Regions from separate parts of the Danio rerio genome. Here region 2 is linked to region 1. Evidence: chromatin contacts called from public Micro-C data. All regions are on one chromosome and are shown on one strand. The core of a region is the stretch at or near the end of the contact, and the rest is flanking DNA. Distances in the headings are between cores, read along the strand shown. Region 1 holds the start of vat1 (vesicle amine transport 1). Region 2 holds the start of ubtf (upstream binding transcription factor).

What was found. A called contact is a pair of places that touch in the nucleus more often than the background predicts.
Region 2: a contact with region 1 is called in a Micro-C map of caudal fin, with 2.2 times the contacts expected there. The contact joins the promoter of ubtf here to the promoter of vat1 in region 1. A contact is called at or near these places in 2 of 18 Hi-C or Micro-C datasets (caudal fin and hematopoietic stem cells).

Annotation. Positions count from the first base shown.
Region 1 is chr3:18,693,208-18,700,116 of GRCz12tu, forward strand. It overlaps vat1 (vesicle amine transport 1), which reads left to right and starts at 2,219. Exons shown (of 6, transcript NM_001007051.3): 1 at 2,219-2,950. The coding sequence starts at 2,498.
Region 2 is chr3:18,843,489-18,849,847 of GRCz12tu, forward strand. ubtf (upstream binding transcription factor) reads right to left here and starts at 1,358. Exons shown (of 22, transcript NM_001005395.1): 1 at 1,332-1,358; 2 at 438-536. It overlaps slc4a1a (solute carrier family 4 member 1a (Diego blood group)), which reads right to left. Exons shown (of 21, transcript NM_198338.1): 20 at 4,411-4,584; 21 at 3,582-4,270. The coding sequence ends at 4,223.

The DNA of each region.
Region 1 (6,909 bases), core at 969-3,468:
AATCAACTATAGGGTTGACATGGAAATTAGGCCTATGGATTTCTCAGAAATTATATTTTGCCCTATGAAATACTTACCCAGTAGCCTTTCAGGATAGTTTATACTTTTTTTTTTTTTCATTCGAGGAACATTAAATAAGATTTGAAACTGAAATCATGATTGTTGGTAGTTCTGTCAAAACTTTGAGTCAGAAAAATGTACAGGCAAACCCGAATTAATTCTACGGCTCTTGACATACATTGAGATCTTGTGAAAGTGAAATAATCAGTCTGTACAAGCAACTGGACTTTACTTAATTAAGATATTTCCTTCAATCCACAGTCTCTGAAAATAGTCAAGTTTTGTCTGTTTTAATCAATTAAGTAATTAATTAATTTTGACTCTGAAGGTGTCAGTATCACTGTTTATTCATTTTTCTTCGGCTTAATCCCTTTATTTATCAGGGGTCGCCACAGTGAAGGAACTGCCAACTAATCCACTATTTGTTTTACGGAGCGGATGCCACTGAAGAAAAAAGTCCACTTGGATCGCCATTTGGGGGTGAACTGCCTCTTTAAATGGTTTGGGGAAACACTTTTAAGTGTCTAAATCTATTAGAGGTAATGTTGTGTTATGTATATATCTATATAGGATCAAACCATGATGGAGTGAAGCTTGCACAATGATTAACACCACGAGTTCCAATCTATTCCAGTATGTGTGCAGCTTACGTCAGCAGTAAATAAATAAACCAACTGGACACGTTTTGCCTGAAACATGAATTACTTGTGGAAGTAACTTAAGCAGCTTTGTGCATATATGGCAGAATCAGACCAGTGCATAGTCAGCATTCTTGTTTGTGATTTTGCTGATTTGTTTTATTGAGAGGTCTTCACTGCAAAATATGTGTATATTGCACATTTAATAGAAAATTATTTGGGTTAAAGTCCGCGTGAACCAGATGTTGCTGAGACTTTATTTCAGTGTGTTGATTTACTTTCAACTGAAACTGCATATTAAGTAGGAGGTGTGGTTTTCTTTTTGCACATCATTATCTGACATATAAGGGCTTGGTTAAGCAGTTAAGTATTATGGCAGAAGTCAAAGGACCTCCACTCCAAATGCAGATGCAAATCATGAGACATTGATTGAAGATTACCAAAACAAACTCTTTTTGTTTCAGTGAATTAACTTATACAGGTTAAATGTTCACCTAAAGAAAAACAATGTGAGCAAAATAAGATAAGCGGTCACAAACAACATCCAGGACAGATTCTATTTGACTCCTTTATAGAAAAAAAACAAAACAGCAATTTAAAGATAATACAAATTCCCGTTCACTCAGCTTTTGAAATGCTACCATCAAGACACAAGTTTAGAACTCCTAAAGCCCGAAGAAATGCTAATAAAAAGTCATTTATCCCAATTGCAGTTCTTGTTTTAAGTTGGATCACTGTTTAAAGTGAATGGGGTGGTTGTCAAGAATGATCTGCAGTAATATGGGGCTAATTTGGTTTTCACATGTTTAACTTATGTTGTTGTCTTGATGAGTGTTGTTATTGTGTGATTGTTGTATGTATGCTATTGTTGTCTTAAATCCAGTGTTAAAGACAAATTTCCTTTTCGTGCTAAGCAGAAAAGACAAAGTTTAAACTAAACTAAATAATTTAAACTTTTCTGTAAACTAAACAGTAAATATTTGATTGGACACCCTTTAAAAGGATAGTTCACAAAAAAAAAAAATTAATTTCAAAACCGGTTTGAGTTTCATTTTAGTGTAATCACAAAGGAAGATAATACTGAAGAATGTTGGGAACAAAGCAGCCATTGACATCCATATGTTTTGTTCCTGGATGTAAATGGCTGCTTTTCCACTACATTCTTCAGAATATATTGTTTTGTGTTCAGAAATTCTGAAGATCATATTTGGTTGAATTACCTCTTTATATCATTTTAAACTAACATACTAACATATGTAACACATACATATATTTAATAAAAGAGCCAGTGCATTTTAATGTAAATACAAATTACATTTGTACGCATTCCTAAAGAAAAGGATTAATCTTTGAAAGTGTATTCAAGACTGCCAGAATTCCTCTCAATCTCTTTTCTGAATTTCAGCTGACTAGTAAAAACAGCTTCACTGCATTTACTAAATTGAAGTCAGCGAGCAAACTCCCTCACTGGACTCTTCAATCCACCGCTCGACTCCATTTCTCCGGGCTTTCCAGCTCGCCACGCCTCGCCTCGTTTTTTCTCAATAGTTGTCAGAGCCTCGGGTCACTCACTAGTCGTCGTGAGGCATCTTCCACTCCCTTTCTTTCTCTCTCTCTGTCTCCCTGTCCTCCACCTTCTCAAGTCTCCAGCATCCCAGTTTTGCAAAGGCTGAGAAAACCGTGGACCGCGCAGCAGCTCGTGTATTCTGAGGTTGTTTGAGTAGCCGCATCTGAGTGAGGCAGGAAAACAAACGCAAGTCTTTTCTCTTCAAAAGTTCTCCTCCACTCAAACTCCGACCATGTCCGGCGAAGACGCACCTGCTCAGCAGCAAAACGCCGAGGAGCAGAAGCAGCAAGAGACCAAGACGCCCGCCGAGTCCCCAAAAACCGAGAGCAAACCTGACCCACCGCCCACCAGCGCGTCCACCGAGGCCGCCGCCACTGCTGCTGCCGCCGCCGACACCCCGGCGCCCGCCGCCGAGAAAGCCCCAGAGGAGGACACATTCACCTACCGGGCGCTGGTGCTCACCGGCTATGGCGGGTACGATAAGGTGAAGCTCCAGGTGAAGAAGGGGAAACCTGCTCTCAAGAGCGGCGAGGTGATGGTGCGCGTGAAAATGTGCGGGCTGAACTTCGCCGATCTGATGGCGAGACAGGGACTGTACGACCGGCTGCCGTCCCCGCCGGTTACCCCGGGCATGGAGTGCTCGGGCGTCATCGAGGCTGTCGGTGAAGAAGTGACTGACAGAAAAGTGAGTAAACGCTTTGTTATTTATTTATCCTGTGCATGCATGCATGCATTTTTTAAATTGCTCATCAGTCAAATGTGCTTTGAAAATGTTTATCCATTGGTTTATAATCTCTGCAAGAATGAGTAAATGAACTCCCAGTCAAACTCCTGTCACACTGTCTCTCCACCGGAGACAAAAGAGAAGCGGGAGGGGCGCCGATAGCCTCATTTCAGGAGCACCGGAGCTCTTGTCGCGCTGACCCGTGCAATGGGCCGGAACGTTAAACGTTCACGGGAGAGCGAGCTTTGCTTGTGTGCGCGGCGAGTTGAAAGTAACACAACCTCGTGATACTTTATGCACAGAGCCAAGCAAGAACGCTGGAACTGATCTACGTCGCGTCCAACGCAAGCAGCGTCGTTAATTGTAAAGAAAGCGTTTAGTTTCGTCGCCTCAGCTGTATGTGGAACCACCGCCCCTCTTTCTCTCAGAGGTTGACTGGCTTTGAAAAGTCGCACCTGAGACGCGCATCATCAGCATGCGTTATATTAGTCGACAAAATGTTCAAAAAAAGTAATCTAATAAGGCTTTTATTTTGAATAAACCACTTTCTCTGATTGATCCCCGGTGTCTCGCGGGCGCGTGGAAGACTGTCCCCGCGCGTAGGAAAAAGGGCGAGGCGCGCGAGGGGGGAAAATGCTAATCGCACGCGCCCTTTGTCATCAGCCTCGCGCTTTTGTGACACTCTGACATCATTCATCATCCGTGCCATCTTTTTTTTTTTCTTCCTTTTGACCTCTTTAAACAATAATTAAACTTTTTCTTCCCGCTTGTATAAACGTCAACGCCTATTTCTGTAGGCATCGCGCCAGCGAAATACAATTTCTTAGTATTACCATATTTGATTTGGTTGGCCGGCGAACGAATAGTGTAAATAAACCCAGTTCTCCGGTTACTTTTCATTCAGCCCCGTCGGTTCATAGAAGTCTTTAGTATGACGTGGACTAATCGACTTTCTATGTGCTCCATATGAACAAATCGATGAGTCATGCCTAGTGGTTGCTGAGCCGGTCTCCATGGCAACGTATCATGGCAACGCCACATCTCTTGCGTTGAAAAGATTTGACATTTTGTTTGAAGCAGAATAAAGACATTTAACGAGAAGCAGTGGAGGTAAGATGTTCACAGAATTGTGTGAAATGCTGAGGAAAACCTAAATAGTCTGCGTTACTATATGAGAGAAAAGAAGAGTAAGCAAGCACTAGGCGTTGGCTGGTGGGTGATGCGGAGGAGGTAGATAATGGTTCAGCCCTTCCTCCGCCTCGTCTGTCAACGATATTGAATTTAAAAGGTCATCGTCCACCCTATTGCTCTCTCTTTATCCATCTCTCGCTCTCTATATTATCTTGTCAGCAAGCAAACAATTGCTTCTTCTCACATTCGGAGAGCTGACATTGTTTGTTGAGCATGTGAGGTGAGGAATCTGCTGATTGTGGTGTCCGGAAAAATGACTCTTTCTTATGGAGAAGACTGAGCGAGTGTCTGTGCATTTTACACCATTAATGGACTTGAGCCAGTATACGTTTGGGTAATATGCATGCCACACTTAACCAAATACATAATATTTAAATCATTTACATCTAAGTTATTAGTCAGACTTAATGACAGTGTTTTTAGGCAGAAGTGTAATAGGGCTCTTTCAACCAAAGATGATCAAAGATAATATTAAATGGTGAATTTTGCAACAACAAAAAAAGTAAAATATATGTAAAATAAATGGATGATCATATATTATTGCACTTACTATATGTGAATATGTGTCTATTAAAATATAGACCATATTTGACTACTTTTAGGCGATTTGGATACAACCCTAAAAGAAAAAGTGTCTTGATGACTTCAGTTTCAGTCTATTAGATCATCAATCCCCCTCACCCTACACACATCTACTTTTGACATATTTCAGATGGGGTTTAAGCATTATTTGGGGGGGCAGGGGGTGGGGGGGTAGTTAAACCTTGGGCTAGTGTGTGAGTTATACATTTGTGTAATATGCGCTTAACCAAATTCATAATATTTAAATGTATGTAAATATTTATATTATTTTAATCATTTACATCTCAATTATTAGTCAGACTTATTGCCAGTGTTTTTAGGCAGAAGTGTAATGGGGCTGTTTCAACAAAAGATGATCAAAGACGACTAGAAATGCTCCGATTGATCGGCTAGAGATTGATATCGGCCGATAATCACATTTCATGACTCAGTCGGTACTCACTAATCTGGCCGATCACATGAACCGACCACAAGTGTTCATTTACAGATTTACAAGCAGAGGAAGATGCAATTTCTTATGTATCAAGGATGCACTCCAAACTTTTTCTTCATTGAGGCACATTGAATTATTCTTCCATCATTTGCAATGTTTCCAAATTGCATTGTTAGTAATTCTTCTTACCAATTTTTGTCTGTTTTATCTATAATTTTCTGTAAAGCTGCTCTTTACCATGACATGCTTACGAGATGTTTAAAGCATTATATGCAACGTCATTTATTGTCTTAGGAAAGAAGAGATCTCCACTTAAGTATCATACTTAGATGGAGAATGTGCTTTATGCACTGTTAAAGTTATATAAAGCTTGAAGCATCAGAATCAGTACTTTGCATCAGCCGATAGACATGACGAGGAATCGGTACTCGTATCTGCTTCAAAAATCCTGATCGCAGCATCCCTAAAGACGAACTGTTTTTGATATAAAATGGTGAATTTTGCAAAAAAAAAAATAAATAAATGCATAAAGTTTGCATCCTTTCACTAATAAATGGATGATTGTAAAACATCGCAGTTAGTATATGTGGACGTGTGTCTATTAAAATAAACACTATATTTGACTTAACTTTTAGGCTATATAGATACAAACCTAAAAGAAAAAGTGTCGATGAATTCAGTGTCAGCCAGTTAGATCATCAATCCACCTCCCCCTGCACACATCTACTTTTGACATCCTGTAGAGGGGGTTTAAGCATTAATTAGGGGGTGAAACTTTGAACTAGTGTGCGAATAATACATTAATGATCTTAACCAAATTCATAATATTTGAATTTATTTAAATATTCGTAATATTTAAATCATTTACATCTAATTTGTTAAACTTATTTTCAGTATTTTTAGGTAGAAGCTCAATGGGGCTATTTCAACAAAAGATGATCAAAGACGACATGCGTTTGATAAAACAAAAGGTGAACTTTGCAATATATGTATAGTTTTAAAGTTTACATCCCTTCACCAATAAATGGATGGATAATCATAAAATATCTCACTTACTATTTGTGGATAGACAGTGCTATATATAAGTACACCCCTAACAAATCTCTCTTTTAAATTCATATTTTAATAGGAGGCCATACAATATTATATTTGTGCATACATTACATTAGTCAGTACTGACGCCAAATCTGGAGCTTTTCTAATAGAATAACTCACGATAATTGTCCAAAAACTAGTACAACAAAATTTATATGTTAAAGAAAAATATTAAATACAAATAAATAAATAAAAAAAAACTGGAAAAATCAAGAGAACAAAAAAAAAAAAAAAAATTTAGTTGAAATTTTGCAGGTTGTAAATCTTTTTAATTGAATTGTGTTATCTCTCAATTTCTAAATATGTTTAGTGACTAATATATTATTTTAATAAATATTTTGTTTAAATGCACCAAAATACACTGCCTATATTCACTGAGAAATGGATACACATATTAATTTTCGAAATGGGCTGTATTCAATTATGCTGCCCACTGTAGGTGTCTATTAAAATACACACTATATTTGACTTCACATTTAGGCTCTATAAATACAAACCTAAAAGAATAAGTCTTTGATGAATTCAGTGTCAGTCTGTTAGATGATCAATGCCCCTCCCCCCACACATATTTACTTTTGACATCCTTCGAGGGGGGGGGTTGAGAATTAATTAGGGGGAG
Region 2 (6,359 bases), core at 108-2,607, 150 kb after region 1:
AAATACGTCAAAGTTAGTCTTTAAGTATTTATAAGGGTTCATTTAAAATTCATGTTTCATACATTTAATTCGGTTTCGGATATTACAAACACGTTTCTAAATCATACAATTAATGCTGTTTAATGTTTAAAACAGTTTAGCTTATTTATCCAAGTGAAAACCTTAATAAATGGATTCATCATGTCCACAAACGATAGCTTTCAATCAATTATCTTTTAATAAAGTTAAAATGTTACACTATTAAACCGACCTACGACTTGACCTACACCGGAGCTAGCTGGCTAGAATTAGCATTGAATCCCCCTCCAGCCAGTCTCTCTGGTGAGAGCTGAACCAGCTCCCGTTAAAGAAATCATCCAGAAATTATGTTTAATTAAACCCAAAAAGCCATTGTTATTTAGTTAATGCTAAAAATTATTTCCAAAGTGTCCTCTTACCGTAAAGAAATCTGGTTTTTACCCCGACTTTTCGAGTGTCGAGGATAGCGGGGTGAAAGCACGGTGTGTGCAGCCGTATGGTAGCAGTCTCTTCAAAGGCTTGAAAAACAGAAATGAAAGAAATAAACTGTTAATGTAAATCAATACTCGGCGATTAAAGCACAATTAAAACAAACGAAATCATCTCGGCGAGAAGCGACTCAATCCCGTGTGCAAACGTGTAATTTTGTTCGTGGTCACAATGGAAAAACGCAACAGCCGAGAGAGAGGACGCTTGACTGGCGTGACGACTGTTCTAGAGCCGCCATACTATCCTCCATGCACGCTGCAAGCCCAAATCAACCCCAACGACAAAAAAACGACCACAAATCACCCATAACTTACCCGGTTCGCTCCTCAAGCACAGATAACCGAGGAAAACGATCAAATATGATCGCGAGCTATGATTTCACGGTAAGCACAAGCGAAAACAAGCCCACACGGTGAGACAACCAAGCTCCCTGATGGCGAACCAGAGGCGGCTGGTTCTTCCCTCCACGAGCCTCATGGAGTCCTGACTCGGAAATGAAGACGACCGCGCGGATTACTTCCAAACACGACAAAGATGCACGTTTTGCGCGTTAAAACGAGGTTAACGGCTTGTGGAGTTAAACTCGAAAATTAACGGTTCTGGTATTTAAAGCGGAGGATGTTTTTCCCCGAGTCACAGGACGGGAAATTCGGGTAAGGCGACCTCGGAATGTACCGTGCCTTGCACCGAGTCAACGCGAATTTAAACAAAAACCCCATCAGTGAGCTAAAGTTTAAATGTTTATATTTGCTTTTGATGTTGTTTTTCTTCTCAATGTTTGTTTACCCAACGGTTGGTAGGATGAGGCGCTGGTTAGACCTTACCTGTCGCTGCTTGTGTGTGGAACTGGTGCTGGAACAAGGGGAGGGTTGAATGTTAGCCAGCACTGCGCCGCCGGTCCAGGGCACGGGCGCTCCAGTCCCCGCAGAGCTGAGAGACTTCCCCCCGCCTCCATCTCTCTCGCTCTCCTTCCAGTCAACGCGCAGCTCTCTCGATCCGCTCATTTCTCTTTCCAAAGAGACATCCGCATTTTCAATCTCTCCCCTGCTCGCCGCTCTCATCACGGACGGCTCGCCCGTTTCGCCTCCATTCGGCATTATAAACACGGAGCTACCGAGGCGCCATCAAACCCAGTGGTGCGCGCGTGTTGCACTTCGGACTTGTTTTGAACACATTTTTCTCTTGATTGATCATGCATATTTCAATAAACTTTATTAAATATGCTTGCATTGTGTTTTGTGATGACTATTATCATTATAAGACACATTTAGTCAAGCAGGTTGCTTTCCCAGAGCGCGTGCACGGTGTGAAAGAAGAGTGAACTGTTGTGTACATTAAACATCTTTTCAGCATTTTCAGTCTGACAGCTTCATCTTTTTTGTCACGTTAAATAATTAAACCCCACCTTGTCTGTTTGTGGGCGTCACCTGAAATGTCCAATCAAGACGTTGTGATTTGGTAAAAACATGATTTTCCAATGGGCGCGCGGATTCGTTAAACATCAGAGCGGTGACGTGCGCACTTCATCGGAATGAACGCCTCAGTCCCACGCCGGTGCCTCGGGGAACCGAATACAGGCCGGTGGAACAGCTCAAACCTTGTATAACAGTTGTCAACTTTTGAAGTAGATCAAAATAAATGTTCAAAATTATTCCAAGACAAAACTGGGGGTAACTGATGAGATTTAGGACAACTTTAAAGATCTTTAATGTTCACCTCTGTAGTTTCCAGTGTGAGCTGTAATGCTAACTCTTGAAATCATTTAACATGTTTAATTTTTTTGTGCACTATTGAGATTCACGTATACATACTAACTAGTAGGCTGTATTGAAGTATTTACAATTATTATCCACCCCAAAAACACTTATATGCATAGATTGGTGTCTTTTATAGTTAAAGTTTATTGACGTATAGAATGTAATCGTTTAATGACAAGACAACTTGTTAATATATTTATTTATATATAGTTATATATTTATTTATAGAGAGAGAGAGAAACAAAAATCACTTAATGACATATTAAAACACTATTTTATGAACACAGTATGCCTAAATTAATAAATGTAATTTTAAATCTATAGTTTGTCACTATCAGACCAATTTTTTATTTATTAGCCATATGTTTTTAATAGTTTGCAATATTATTTAGTATTATCCAATGTAATGTAGTTTCAGATCTATCTATCTATCTATCTATCTATCTATCTATCTATCTATCTATCTATCTATCTATCTATCTATCTATCTATCTATCTATTTATCTATCTATCTATCTATCTATCTATCTTCTATGTCTGTCTGTCTGTGAATATATATATATATATATATATATATATATATATATATATATATATATATATATATATATATATATATATATATATATATATATGCACTTTTTAATATCAATGATGGATTTATTTTTCCAAGTAGCAATAAAGACTTTTATATTGTTACAAAAAACATATACTTCAAATAAATAAATATTTTCAGCTGTCATCTAAATAAATCTGAAATATTTCATCACAGAAATAAATAACATGTACATGAATATTTTGAATTGTAAACATATTAATTGAATAAATAAATGCAGCCTTTTCTATTCATCCATCTTTTTAATCCAGCTTACTTTTTAATATCAAGGATGGATCTTTTAAATGGTAAGAATATGTAATATTATGACAGTTTGCACTATATTTGTGTAATAAATGCAGCATCAGTAAGCATAACTCACTTGTCACTTTGGACAAAAGCGTCTGCTAAATGAGAAAATGTAAAATAACCTTCTTTTAAATATCTTACAGACCCTAAATAGCACTTTCCCTAAGTGCTAAGTACCCCAAGTACCCCAGATTAAGAAATCACATTTGTCAGACTAAAGGTCTAGCTTCAGGTATGTCACAGGACTCTCAGAATGGGCAGGACTCTTGAGAATGTGGGTGGAATATCAGGGTGGGCCGAGCTCTTGATTGGGTGGGACAGGACCGCCCAGGCCTCATATAAAGCCGGGACTTCTAGAAATGTGGATTTGTCTGCATTCCTTCACTAATATTAGTTTAACAAGACTTATTGAGGATGTTTTAAAGAATTTTAATCAATAAACAAAGTCACACACCATAACATACCAAGCATACATAAAGCAAATGAATCATTTATACTGTGTAAAATCTATCCTACGCTAACAATCATAAGCCTAATATATTTACAGGTATGATGTTCGAAATTCAGAAACATTCAACTTCTTATAAGAAATATAAAGGCACATATTTTGCATTGGCATCACCTGTGGAAACAGGACGGGGGTACAATCGAGCTGGTGCATAGTTGACATGCCTCACTCCAACGTGAAGTTTCCTGCTTTAAACCCTGAATACTTTAAATAAATAAATAACAGGATGATGTTTTAATCCCAAATCTTAAAAGGCACAAACACACACACAAAAATAAAATAAAATCAAAAGCTTAAGCACAATGTTCTATGCAAAAGTAAGAAAACATACTATTCGGATAAACAACTACGGAATGTATATGAACAGTTTATGAACTTTAGGTGTGCATTGATCACATTCTTCAACATTTCTGACCTGTTAAACTAAGGGATTTGAATGTACAACAGTTAAAAAAATATAAGCAAAATTATTCTCATGTAATGCACACAGTGAGATGAATTCATAGTGGTTTGGAATCAGAAATCAAGAATCTAGAGATTGTTTTTTTAGTCGTCTTCATCATCAAATTTCACGTTTGCGTCATCAGCATCCAGCTGCAAAAGAATAATGAAATATATGTAATCAGATCATTTCATTTGGCTAATATAGTTAGTTTTTTTATTAGAATACTGTTGGTTATGAAGATCCTGTCTATGTGCAGTGACTGTGTGAATGTCTTAAAGCGGATACTTACACATTTCATTTCCATAACAGTGAAGACGTGACCGGTCATGAACATTCTCAGAGGGATCGTGAGGATCAGAACGAATGGAAGGGCGAGTGAGAAATTACTCGATTTTACCACCCACAGCAACGCCAAACACATCACTTGGATCAAAGTGTACAAGTGCATACGCATAGTTGGCACCTACAAAGAAACAGATAGATGTATTGATCAATAGCGGAACAGACAGGTTTTTATTTGCTCACTTAATGGCCACTTTATTAGGTACACTTGTTAACGCAAATCTCTAGTCAGCCAATCACATTGCAGCAGCTCAACGCATTTAGGCATATAGACATGGGGAAGACGATCTGCTGCAGTTGAAACTGAGCATCAGAATGGGGGAATGTGCAAGGTGATTTAAGTGACTTTGAATGTGGTATGGTTGTTGGTGCCAGACGGGCTGGTCTAAGTGTTTCAGAAACTGCTGATCTACTGGAATTTTCATGCACAACCATCTCTAGGTTTTACAGAGAATGGTCAGAAAAAGAGAAAACATCCACTAAGCGCAAATGCCTTGTTGAAGCCAGAGGTCAGAGGAGAATAGCCAGACTGGAGCTGTAAGAAAGGCAATAGTAGTCAAATTACCACCTTTACAACCGAGCTATGCAAAAGAGCATCTCTGAACACACAACAAGTCCAACCTTGAGGTGGATGGGCTACAGCAGCAGAAGACCACACCAGGTGGCACTCCTGTCAGCCAAGAACAGGAAACTGAGGCTACAAATCGCACAGCCTCACCAAAATTGGACGATAGAAGATTGAAAAACATTGCATGAAAGATTCACGGATCACGGATGAGCAGCTGCTAACTCTGCAGCAATTGCATGATGCCATCATGTCAGTATGGACCAAAATCTCTGAAGAATATTTCCAGCACCTTGTTGGATCTATGCCACAAAGGATTAAGGCAGTTCTGAAGGCAAAAGGGGGTCCAACCCGGTAATAGTAAGGTGTACCTAATAAAGTGGCAGGTGAGTGTATTATAACACAAATATTACAGAACTAATATTACATAATTACACGATACCAATCTTAAGGTTCAGTCCTAAACATAATTTGAAAGCTGATTAATTTCAGTTTGGTTTTTGGTTAATTAACGGTTTGTTTGGAAATATTTAGAACTACATACGAATCTGAGGGCTCAAATAAATATCTATTCAGAAAATCACATTTAAATGTGCTCAAATTAAGTTTTCAGCAATGTATATTATTGATACATTACTGTAAATGTACAAAACATCCAGGAAGGATGACACATGGCTGCACAGAAGTGCTGTTCAGCCACTGAAATCTTCCAGTGAAAGACTGATGTGACTATTTTCAATATCATAAGGTTCCTTTAGCAGCCTCAATAATGTAGATTTTTATTTAGTTTGACAACAAAACATCAGTAAATAGCACTATTATACAGTAGTTGCTTTAGGACAAAGTGTGAGAGAGTGAAACCAAGTGATCCTTGCTTGCATGACATATTGAACATTATGACAAGTTTCGCTTGCTAACTACATAGCTGAAAGTGTGCTAGATATAATACAGTTTTTCAATCAGAATTGTAGTATTATAAAGTACTTTGTTTTTTAACAGGCAATAGACATGATCTGCAATTTCAGGTAGCATAGTTTTGGACAGCAAGGGTGGGACACTGTGTTTTAAAGATATTATGCTAACCAGTTAGCATTTAGGCAGATCACCTACTGTACCTTTAAATGAATATTTACAATGTAACAACAATGACTTAAAATAAAGTTTAAACAATTTTTTTTTTCTTGCATATGTAAAGAGCACACCACTAACACAACTCCTTAACACTTTGGTTAGGAATTATTTATATTTGGGACATTCTGACATGCATTGTCTGGAAGAAAACTCAGGACTATCATTGGCTTTAGGAATGGTAATTACTGACAGACAGAATA